2 separate regions of the Zea mays genome follow, and region 1 is linked to region 2. Evidence: chromatin contacts called from public Hi-C data. All regions are on one chromosome and are shown on one strand. Each heading gives the region's core, a stretch centred on a gene start, on an enhancer-like site or on the middle of the called end of the contact. The rest is flanking DNA. Distances are from core to core; before and after follow the strand shown.

Region 1 (5,927 bases), core at 1,859-4,358, 290 kb after region 2:
TTAGTTTTCTTAGGGACTAAATTCTATTTTAGTTTTCTTATTTGAACAAGGAACTAAAATGGAACAAAATACAGTAACTACAAATTAATCCTACAAACCAAACACCCCTTTTATTTATACTCACTGGTACTCGCACGTTGCACTAGTGGTGGACCGATACGAATACATACGTATAAAGAAAGAAAGATCTGAACAAAAGATTATTTGTAGCAGAAGGACATTTCAGTCTAACAATATTACAACATGAGCATCTATGTTTTCCTTGAGCACTCATGCATTTTTATCACACAAATTCCACTTAAGAGGAGCATCCCTATTCCCCCACCCCCCACCCCTTCTCGTCCGCATTGGTACGAGTCATGGTACGTTCAATTTGGGCCCTTGTCTATTCGATGTCGATCGTATAGATGCTAAAAGTAAATAATGATGTGGACATATTGAACGATGAGTTTCGCTCTTGGCTCTGTATGGAAAATGTTTACATATAAGGTATAAAACAAATGTTTATTTTACATATTATATTTGCACTATACTATCTTTGGATTTGCACTATTGTATAGTCACAGACCATATCACTTCATGACGTGATTTTGTTGTTTGTCCACATGAGCTATTTGAGGGGTTCGAGAAAAATGACTTTGTTCTCCACTACTGATGGCTTTCACATTTTCTCAATGAACCTCCGTAAGTATGTCAATGAGTTTAGCCTGTAAAATCAAACGCTTGCATGCTTTTACTAGCCGTAGAGAGTAACAGTTGTTTGGTTGATAAGGAATACGATGGTTTTTTGTTTACTCGCGTGTTTATTTCTTTATTCTCTCTCTCTCCTTTCATATGAATGCATCGAGCGGCCAGTGTTGCTATTGCAGCAGCATGTGCTGGGTGCAGATGTCTTCACGGCGTTGACCGGGTGCCCGAAATCGTGTGAGCATTTAAGGCTGGTTGATGTCGATCGTATGCCTGAAATCAAAACAACGACGTGAATAGCTTGGCCTGTGAGCTTTGCTCCTAACTTTTATATATAGAAATGCTTTCTCACCATAGTACACCATGATTAATTATATAATAATTAGGTTTTATAATTTCTTTTCCCAAATTAGCTACGATGTATAGATTTACTTGTTTACTTTTATAACTTTGTCTATATTGTCTCGATATGGAAGGTCTCAAGCCATGATAAAAGAAAAGTTGAATGATAGACTCGACGAAACATCATTAAACATAGTCGTTCTAATGGAGACAAAACGTGGAAGGAATTTGTTGTGTGTGTAACCCTCTTAGCAATGTGACATATCGGAACCCAGGTATGGTGTTGAATGGCCACCGACCGGATCGACACCTCCTCGGTCACGCGTTGGGTCACGATCTAGGCACAGTGTCAAGCAAGAAAGGATCATGACACTAGTTGCTTAGTGACACACTACATCAGAGTTCGAGTGCAATGAAAAACATGCAATGGTCGTCACATCATCAATGTGTTGGAATGGTAAGGAAGATAGTTGACCTAATTAGGATTCTTGTATGTAGTTGGAATGTAGGGCCGCTTACAGGTGGGTTCCGATAGTTAGTTGAGACAATGACCAGAAGACATGTAAATATGTTATGTGTACAGGAGACTAAATGAAAGAATCAAAAGGGAAATAATGTGGATATAATATCGACTTTAAACTCTGTATGACGAGTGAAGTCGGCTATCCAAAAGTAGACAATGAAGGTGCAAGGATGGATAGCAAGAGCCGCTAAATTTAAAGAGTATATGTATAGAATAAATTGGAGACGTTTTCCCTTCTAATAACCTAGTTACATTTACGAAACCTGACTAAGTCTGTTGGAGTTGATCATTCAAACGAGCTCTTCAAAACACTCACCTACGTTAGCACATGCGGTTGTTATAAAGATTTAGTCCGTCCGCTGATGTTCCCGTTTGTCCATCCTAGACGTAACAAGTTTCGTGCGCCATGATGCTTGAGATAGACGGAAGATCGCCGACGTTACCTAAACACATAATAGCCGACGACCAGTCAACCACAGATACACTATCCCTGTCTGTTTGATCCAGAGTCAATCCGTGGGTCTATCTATGCAGGATTGCACGAACTGTATGCACACAAGCGCTCTCGTTCAACCCCCGCACGGCACAATTCAGGTCCTCTTATCCGCCAGCCAATGGTATTTTACTTTTCGTAGCCGATCCAAGAAAGATGATAGCGCGAGGAACCGCAATTCGAAGCTCCTTACCTTATCCCCTTCTGCGTGATAGGTGTGTATGTTTCATCCTCGCACGGGCAAACGAACGCCACGCATATTTTCCCCTACCCCTCCCTCGCCCATCCACAGGAAAAAAAAACTCGCGTGGGCCGGGCGCACGGCCGGCCCATCGCGTCGGTCAAACGCAGCAGAATCCCTGCCGCCGCCCACGCCTCAGTCACGCGGTCGTCGTGCTCCCGCGGCCCGCGCCCCGGCCCCCGTCCACCCACTGCAGCCAGCAGCCAGCAGCCAGCAGTGCCGCAGCGAATCCCAGATGGGCGGGCGCATGAGTAAACTGCATACAAAACCAGGAACAAGTCCGATCTCGCGCCCGCGGGGCCACTCCCCGCCGCCGGATGCCGGATCCTACGGCCCCCCTCGTTCGCGGCCGCAGCCACCCACCACGGAACAAGGGAGGGATCAAAGAGCGTGACCTCGAGGTAGCCGCCCGCTAGCATCCAACCCAACAACCGCCACTGAAACGGTAACGCCACATGGACCCGGGCGCCAGCGGCTGGGAGTGATCCCAGGCCACGAGCGGACGAGCATTCCCTGAACCAGCCCAGCCCGCTGACGACTGGGCCCGTTCCGTCGGGGTCAAACGCACACCTACCCCACGGACCAGGGGGGGGGGGGGCGGGAGAGGTGAGTGACTAGTGGTGAGAGAGGTTCTTGCACGCCAGCCAGCCAGCCACGACCACGAGCCACGAGAAAGAGAGAGCCACCACGCCACCAACAAAAGGCAAGCGAGGGACTGGAAAACAAAAGGGAGACGCTCCTGGCGGGTGAGCGGGCCCACCGGAGGCAGCGGACGCTATAAAAGAGGCCTCGGCGCCCCACCGTAACCCTCGCCTCGGTCACGACGCGCAGTCGCCCATTCCGCATCTCGCCCTCCCGTCCCGTCCGTCCGTTCTCCGATTGGCCGCCGCCCGCCTCGCCCTCCTCGTCAACAAAAGCCCACCGCAAGCGAGCGAGCGAGCCACCCCGCCCGATAGCCGCCGCCGCCGTCCCGCCCCCACCCGACTCCTCCTGACCGCCGGCGTGGGGTGCCCGGGCTCCACCTCCGGCGACGACACCCTCCCCGCCGCGCGCGCCCCCACCGCCTGCTCCGTTTGCGGGGGTAGCCGGGGCTCCGGCCTCGGCGGCTTTCAAAGCCCCCTCCCTCACAACAGGATCCAAAATCCCGTCCTAGACTTCTTCTACCTCCCCTTCCAGAACTTCCTCTTTTGGCATCCCGGACGGTCGATCTCGACCCCCTTCGATTTCGATTCATCTCTTCTTATCGATTGATCTTTCTTCTAGCTTATTTCGTATACTGTCATTTTGATTCCTTCCTTCTTCCCGCCGCCGGTAGCTAATCCCAAATCCCAATCGAATCGACTCCCCCCTGTTCGTCGGATTCTCTTCCTCCGTCCGCACCCAGCTAACGCCACCGAAAACAGAAAATTTACCCGCCGCCCAAAAAAAAACAGAAAGGCTAACCTCCTTTTTTCTCTCTCTATCTTTCTCTCCATCTGTGGACTTCTCCGGTTTTGTTTGACGAGATGCCTGCGCTCGCCGTCGACGCCGCGACACCCGTGGCGCACGCCTTCGCGTCCTGCGACGCGGCGCGCTTCCCCGCCCCGCCCGTGGTGGGCCCCGCCGCCGCGGCCGAGGCCGCCCCCTGGTCGGCCGACCTCTCCGCGGCGCTCTACAACGTGGACGGCTGGGGCGCGCCCTACTTCTTCGTCAACGACGACGGCGACGTGGCCGTGCGCCCGCACGGCGCCGCGACTCTCCCGGGCCAGGAGATCGACCTGGCCAAGGTCGTGGCCAAGGCCGCGGGCCCGCGCGCCGGAGGCGGGCTCGGCCTGCCGCTGCCGCTGCTCGTGCGCTTCCCCGACGTCCTGCGCCACCGCGTCGAGACGCTCAACGCCGCCTTCGGCTACGCCGTCCGCTCCACCGGCTACGGCTCAAGGTACCAGGGCGTGTACCCGGTCAAGTGCAACCAGGACAGGTACGTCGTCGAGGACATTGTGGAGTTCGGCGCGCCCTTTGGGTTCGGCCTCGAGGCCGGCTCCAAGCCCGAGCTGCTGCTCGCCATGAGCTGCCTCGCCGCGCGCGGCGGCCTGGACGCCCTGCTCATCTGCAACGGGTACAAGGACGACGGCTACGTCTCGCTCGCGCTCATGGCGCGCTCCATGGGCCTCAACACCGTCATCGTGCTCGAGCAGGAGGAGGAGCTCGACATTGTCGTCGAGGCCAGCCGCCGCCTCGGCGTGCGCCCCGTCGTCGGCATGCGCGCCAAGCTGCGCACCAAGCACGCCGGCCACTTCGGCTCCACGTCCGGGGAGAAGGGCAAGTTCGGCCTCAGCGCCGCGCAGATACTGTCCGTGGTCACCAAGCTCAAGGCCATCGGTATGCTCGACTGCCTCCAGCTGCTGCACTTCCACATCGGCTCCCAGATCCCGACCACCGCCCTGCTCTCCGACGGCGTCGGCGAGGCCGCGCAGATCTACTGCGAGCTCGCCCGCCTCGGCGCGGACATGCGCGTCATCGACGTCGGCGGCGGCCTCGGCATTGACTACGACGGGACCCACTCGGCGCAGACCGACATGTCGGTGGCGTACAGCCTGGAGGAGTACGCGGGCGCCGTGGTGGCCGCCGTGGGCCGCGTGTGTGACCGCAAGGGGGTGCAGCACCCCATCATCTGCAGCGAGAGCGGCCGCGCGCTGGTGTCGCACCACTCGGTCCTGGTGTTCGAGGCCTTCTCGGCTACGGCGCCGGGACGCCTGGACGCGGCCACGGCCTACCTCCTCGACGAGCTCACGGACGACTGCCGCGCCGACTACCGCAACGTGATGGCCGCCGCCGTGCGCGGCGACTACGACACGTGCGGCCTGTACGCCGACCAGCTGAAGCGGCGGTCCGCGGAGCAGTTCAAGGAGGGGGTCCTTGGCCTGGAGCACCTCGCCGCGGTGGACGCCTTCTGCGAGCTCGTCGCCCGCGGCATGGGCGCGCCCGAGCCGCCGCGCACCTACCACATCAACCTGTCCGTGTTCACCTCCCTGCCGGACATGTGGGCCATCGGGCAGCAGTTCCCCATCATCCCGATCCAGCGGCTGCAGGAGCGGCCCGCCGTCGACGGCGTGCTCTCGGACCTCACCTGCGACAGCGACGGCAAGGTGAGCGAGTTCATCGGCGGGAGGCACAGCCTGCCGCTGCACGAGCTGCCCACCCACGCCACTCGCGGCTACTACCTGGGCATGTTCCTCGGGGGCGCCTACCAGGAGGCCCTCGGCGGGCTGCACAACCTTTTCGGCGGGCCCAGCGTGGTGCGCGTGTCCCAGTGCGACGGGCCCCACTGCTTTGCCGTGACGCGCGCCGCCGCGGGCCCGTCCTGCGCCGACGTGCTCCGCGCGATGCAGCACGAGCCCGAGGTGATGTACGAGGTGCTGAAGCAGAGGACCGACGGCGCCACGGCCGCCGCCCTCGCCCGGGCCTTCGGCGCAATGCCGTACCTGGTGTTCGACCCCGAGGCCGCCGTGATGTCCGGCGGCGAGAGCAGCGACTCGGAGCGGTCGGCCGCCGGCGCCGCCGAGGAGGAAGACGATGAGGAGTGGGAGTTCATGCGCGGGCTCACCGTCTGATGACGTGCCCGCCCGCCCGCCCCGGGTGAAACAAGGCGAGTCCGTCGCCAG
Region 2 (5,832 bases), core at 1,383-3,882:
CTTGCCTGGGAACTTCTCCTCGGCGCTCATGAGCATGCGCTCGAACTTCTTCTTGCCCGTGCCCTGCAGCATTATCCATCGCGTTGCTCACACGTATGTTCCAGTAGAACGATACACGCATGTAGTAGCCGGGTGGCGGGCGGCGCACACGTACCAGCAGAACGATCTGCACGTCCTCCACCATCTCCATGAGCTGCGGGATGGCGGCCGCCATGACGTCGGGTCCCTTCTGCTCTTCCAGCCTGCCGATGAACGCCACCAGCGGGATGTTCCGGTCCACCGGGAGCCCGACCTCCGCCTGCAGCGCCTCCTTGTTCAGCGCCTTGGCCTCCACGGCCTGAACCGGACACCACACCACCGTCGCACGCACGTACGTACACTTGCCGCGTCAGAACCGAACCAGCATGAGCAGGAGGACCAGGCAGCAGAATCAGCTAGCTAGCCAGCTCACCGTCGACACGTCGTACTTCACGGCGATGTACTTGTCCCTGCTGGGGTCCCACTCGCTGACGTCCATGCCGTTGACGATGCCGGTGATGCCGGTGAGGCGCATGATGTTGTCGAGCTCGCAGCCCCTGGCGATGCCGGAGATGAGCTCCTCGGCGTAGTAGGGGCTGACGGTGAGGACCCTGTCGGCCTCGAGGATCCCGGCCTTCATCCAGTTGATCTTCCGGCCTTCCACGGGCTTCTCGTAGCTGCAATGCAATCCAGGTCAGATAATGAACCAGCAGGACGCGAACAGTTGTGGGTTACCGTTCATGAATGTTCACATGCACGCAGGAAAACAGACCCGTCGATGAAATCGAAGGACGACTTGAATCTCTCCGGGAGGTTCAGCTCCGGGTAGTCGGAGAAGGCGAACCGGCCCTGGTAGGAGATGTTGTGGATGCAGAAAGCGGTCTGGTAGGTAGTACGTGAAGATGGTCAGACAGACATGCAGTCAGTTTCAGTTTCTCAGAGAAGCACCACCACCAGACGAGGTATACGAGCATGGAGAACGAAGACGGCGTTGTTCAGTTCAGAGAAGGCAACCTTTGCGTCCCTGTAGATGCCGTGGGACTGGTAGTTGCTCTTGAGGTAGCACGAGAGAGGGCCGGTGTGCCAGTCGTTGCAGACGAACACGACGTCCTCCCCTTGTATGGATGGATGGACGAAGAGCAGCAGCAGTAGTCAGTATAAAATGACAGTCCGTCTGATGGGCCGTTTCCTGTGAAGATTCTCGAGCTCAACAGATATATATACGAAGACTGCAACTCTTACCGTATGGTCCGGAGAAGTATGGGTTGTTGTTGAGGCTCAGGATCCTTGGAGCTTCAAGTGCTGCCTGCAGAACAGCATGCATTTCTCATCAGTGTATACTGCTGCATACAGATGATATGAAGTTGTAGTACCAAGCCATCCTGACCTGGCATAGCAGGCTGAACCGCAGCTGGTTGTCCCTGTAGTCCGTTCCAGCGTCAGGCCCGTAGATCTTCTCCTCGGTCTTTCCCCAAACCTGAAACCAGCGACCAGGCGGGGGCAAAAAAAAAGGCTCACTGTAACTGCTTACAATGGGGTGGTAATTGCGTATCGAGTGATCAGATCTCATCTCACCCTCTCCAGGAACAGTGGGTGGTCAACGAACACGCGGTCCACTCCGCGCTTGTAGCAGTGGAAGAACCTGACCGTCTCGTACCTGTCTCCCATCTTGATCTGCAGGCATCAGAGCAGAGAAAGGTTCATATGACGGTGTGTGTGACTGTGATGTGTGATCTGAATCTGATCTCGGTGGCCGTACCTCGGACACGACGCTGGTGTCCCAGGCGTCCTTGTACTGGTCGTAGCGGGGAGAGACGACCATGACACGGTGCCCATTCGCCTGCATGCATTGCATGCCCGAACACACACGTCAGTCACATACACGAGCCAGGAGGAAACACATGCATCATGCACGCGGCAAGAGCACGAAGAAGACGCGATCCAACGGATGCATGTCTCGGTGCGCGCGCTTACGGCCATGGCCGGCGGCAGGCCGCCGAGGACGTCGCCGAGGCCGCCGGTCTTGCTCCACGGCGCCATCTCGGCGCCGACGAAGACGACGTTCATGCCGGCGCTGGCGCACACGACGAGCGACGGGAACCTGGCCCCGCGGCGCGCCTGCTGCTGCTGCTGGTGCTGGAGCCTGGGCGCCGCGCGCGCGCTGGTCCGCATGCTGAGCGTGTCCGCCGCCGACGCCGTCCGGCCCCCCCTCAGGCCCTGCGCGGCGCCGCGGCGGAACGTGGACGCGTCCGGGACGCCCAGGCCGGCGCGCGTTGCGACGAGCTGCGACGTGGCTAGAGCCGCCATGCCGATTAATCCACTGCATAGCAGACAGACAGAGAGAGAGAAGACATGTGCACGGACAGATTTAGATTCGATGAACCTGGATCATCAAACACGTAGATACACGCCAGGATCTGGACGAAACTCAAGGACAGGATCGGAACGGAACCTGGTCGTCGACGAGATGAGCAGCCCTGCCGGGCGGTGCGCGCACTGGTGGACGGAGCAGTACACTTCTCCCCCTTCACTGGCTGGCAGTGAGTTTATTCCTTCCTCCTGGCGGCTGTCGCGTCGCCTCGGCGGGTGGTGTTGGCTGTGGCGATCGATCGGTCGATGGATGGATGTGACGGGGCCCCCCCCGGTCCAGGCCTCGGTATTTCTAGCGCGCGCGGAGGGGGAGGGCAGTACGTGGGGCGCGTTGCGTGACCCGGCCGCGCGCTGCTCTCGGCCCTCGCCACGCTCTCCTCCGCCCGCGCCCCCCACGATACCCGTTCCCCCCGGCACTGCGCACCAGCGACTGACCCGCACGCCAGCGCTCGCGCCCAAAACGCTTTCCCGATCGGGGGCTGCCTCGCCTTGGCTTGTCGTCTGCACGCACGCACACGCCGGCGTACGTGGCCCGTTTGGAAGCGTCGCCCGCGTCCGTCCCATGACGCGTCGCCCACCGGTTCGGTTCTCGGCTGCTTGTGGCTGGCTCTCCGACGCGACGCATGCTGTTGCGTTCCGGAGCTTGGATCGCTTTGGCGCCTTCGCTTGTCGTGGGTACTTTTGGGTTGCCCACCGGGCGCGGGCGGCCGGGCGCGCGGCTCCACTTCCACACCACCTCCCCGTGCACGGCTCGCTCTCCGCTCTCTGCTGCGTGTCCCCGGCGCGCGCGTACGTACGACGAAGACACGGAAGCCAACGTTGGGCCGCCCAGCTGTTGCTGCTCTGCTCACCACCGCATCGACGCGACGCGACCAAGGCGTGTGACAATCCTAGACGTTGCACTTCACAGGCAGAGAAATCCGCAACGTGCTGTGCTGGTACTCCTCGTCTACGAGCAAATTTTGGCCCTGTTTGTTTCGGCTTCTAGCAGCTTCTGGCCACCAAAAGCTGCTGCAGACTGCCAAACACTCACTTTTCAGCCAGCTTCTATAAAATTCGTTGGGGGCAAAAACCATCCAAAATCAACATAAACATATAATCGGTTGAGTCGTTGTAATAGTAGGAATCTGTCACTTTCTAAATCCTGAGCCCTATGAAATACTTTATCTTCCTCCACACGTAATCGTAATAATACTCAGATTCTCCCCACAGCCAGATTCTCCCCACAGCCGGATTTTCAGAAAAGCTGGTCAGAAAAAAGCTGAACCAAACAGAACCTTTAAGCCTGCTCAGACCATGTCAGCTCCACTACACAAGCTACCCAGGAAGCACAGGAGACGAGACAACAGATGAATCTGCCACACGAACGTCCAAGGAGCCGGACAGCTGCGAGCAGAGCTTCACCAAAAGGGGGAAGAAGATGTGTCCCGACGTCGCGGGCCCGAGCGGGCTGTGTAATAGGTCGCTGGGCTGGGCCTTGTAAGATGATATCTGTACTTACGAGTCACTAAAATCTGTACTTAGTGATTTCTTTTGGTCTTGAAGTGTATAAAGTACTAGCTATGCCAGACAGTTTATCAGGGCTTCTTGACTGCTGAATTTTGGAATATTCATCTTCTTATATGCACTGTGTGTAGTTTTTTTTCCTTTTGAAGGGTAGACCCCCCCCCCCCCCCACACACAAGTGGGGTCTAGGGATGGAGCTGAGCCTAATCCTTTTCCCCGAAACTATATCTGCGGTTGCAACCAATATCCGCCTGCGACCATACTAGTAGTGGGTACAAATCTATATCTATGCCCATGCCCATTGAATTTCGGACGGGTTTCCGTTATCCGTCGGATACGACAGACACAACCATTTTCAACAATTCAATAGCACAGTTAATCATGAAATCTGGGTAGGCTCCCAACTACCATGAAATTTGGTCTAGAAACAAAATGCTCCTTCAGTGTTTAGGCTCAAAGAACCTAATTTGATTAACTAGATGCATTCTAAGATATTTTGGTTATTCTCTACTCGCGTACACACGTTATTACGTATCGTTTTTTTTTCTTTTTGCCCTTGATGTTCAAAGTGTTTCTTTCCTCATGGTTAGGTCGTCTCCAGCAGTCCACCCATATAGTCACTCAAATCACTATATTATACTATAATTTATAGAGTGGAGTTTGAATATAGATACGGAGATAGGTAAGCAGCCGAAAATAGTCTTAGCCAATCTGACTCATAGGGCATGCATTACACAGGCCCAACATTGGAAGCGAGCTCACTCTGAACGCTAGGCCCAGGAGCACCGTGAAGCCTAGTGCCAAAGTATTCGGCCCACTGTGGCAATCCGAGGAGCATACATCAATTGTTTGTGAACTCCGATGTAGTATTGTCCTTTATGGCACCATTTCAGTTTGAATGTTTTGATGCCCCCCTACTACACCGTCTCTCCCAGCCCTTTGACATGTTTTCCGATACATAGGACGGCATCAAATTAATTGCTGTCTTAACCTCTCCATATGCAGAGCATCTGATGAATTAGAAAAAAAGACCGTTCTACCTTTTTTTTCACATGCCCTTTTAAAAAAGCCAACCTTAAGTATCACGCCATCTAGCTTTTTTGTTGTGTAGTTCGTGAAGATGGTTTTGAGCAATATCAAGACCCTTCCATAATATTAGCTCTCGTCTTCTTGTCGTTCTAGTTTAAAGTTTCATTGTTTTTCTATATATGCGTGTGTGTGTGTGTTTCCACTGCTTAGCCACACAAACCAAACTTAAATATTTTGTGTTATCATCATCTTCTTCATCCATAACTACAAGGCTTTTGTTTTAGCTATCCTGTGCCGTCGTCTCGATTCTTTCTCCTTGTGCGATTGAAAGCTCAGCGTGGGTGGGTTGGTAGACTAGCTAGTCGGGACGTACAAGAGGTTACGATGATTATTAATTAGCCAATGTTTTTAAGCTGCGGCATCTTCGTCTAGCTTGCCCTAGCTAGCTAGGGCATATATAGGCGCGTAGTGTTTTTCCCTCTGGTCTTCTCTCCCTTTTCTTCTTCCCACTCGCAATGGAGTCGCAGTGCCAAGTCCCAAGCAGCAGCTGGTTCGAGAGGCAGAGACGACACGACGGGATCGCCAGTGCAAGAGGAAGCTAGCACGCAGATCGTGGTCTGGGGTTCTGATCATGAGCAGGCACGTAGCTAGACGGGAGAAAAGGACGCGGCAGCCGCCGCTGATCGTCGACAAAAGTCCCGTCGCTGTTTGTTTGGTTTTCCGTTGTCTTTTCCGGGCCTCGCGCGCGTCGTTTTCCTCTCGCTGCCACCATGACGCCTGCCGGGCGGACCGAGCTGAAGCGGACCTCCCAGCTCCGTCCGTCCCATCATCGTCGACGACGGTCCGGGGTTCTCTCATCCCGCCTTTCGCGCATGCCAATTCTAACGTGATTGTGGGGACGCTGGAGGA

What was found. A called contact is a pair of places that touch in the nucleus more often than the background predicts.
Region 1: a contact with region 2 is called in a Hi-C map of endosperm, with 2.6 times the contacts expected there. The contact joins the promoter of LOC103638134 here to the promoter of LOC541854 in region 2. A contact is called at or near these places in 2 of 25 Hi-C or Micro-C datasets (ear and endosperm).

The regions. Positions count from the first base shown.
Region 1 is chr9:25,414,111-25,420,037 of Zm-B73-REFERENCE-NAM-5.0, forward strand. LOC103638134 (arginine decarboxylase 1) reads left to right here and starts at 3,109. Exons shown (of 1, transcript NM_001323076.1): 1 at 3,109-5,927. The coding sequence starts at 3,792. The coding sequence ends at 5,876.
Region 2 is chr9:25,127,928-25,133,759 of Zm-B73-REFERENCE-NAM-5.0, forward strand. LOC541854 (waxy 1) reads right to left here and starts at 2,633. Exons shown (of 14, transcript NM_001372008.1): 1 at 2,471-2,633; 2 at 1,993-2,338; 3 at 1,778-1,858; 4 at 1,594-1,692; 5 at 1,406-1,495; 6 at 1,261-1,324; 7 at 1,033-1,133; 8 at 791-900; 9 at 452-695; 10 at 155-337; 11 at 1-63. The coding sequence starts at 2,325.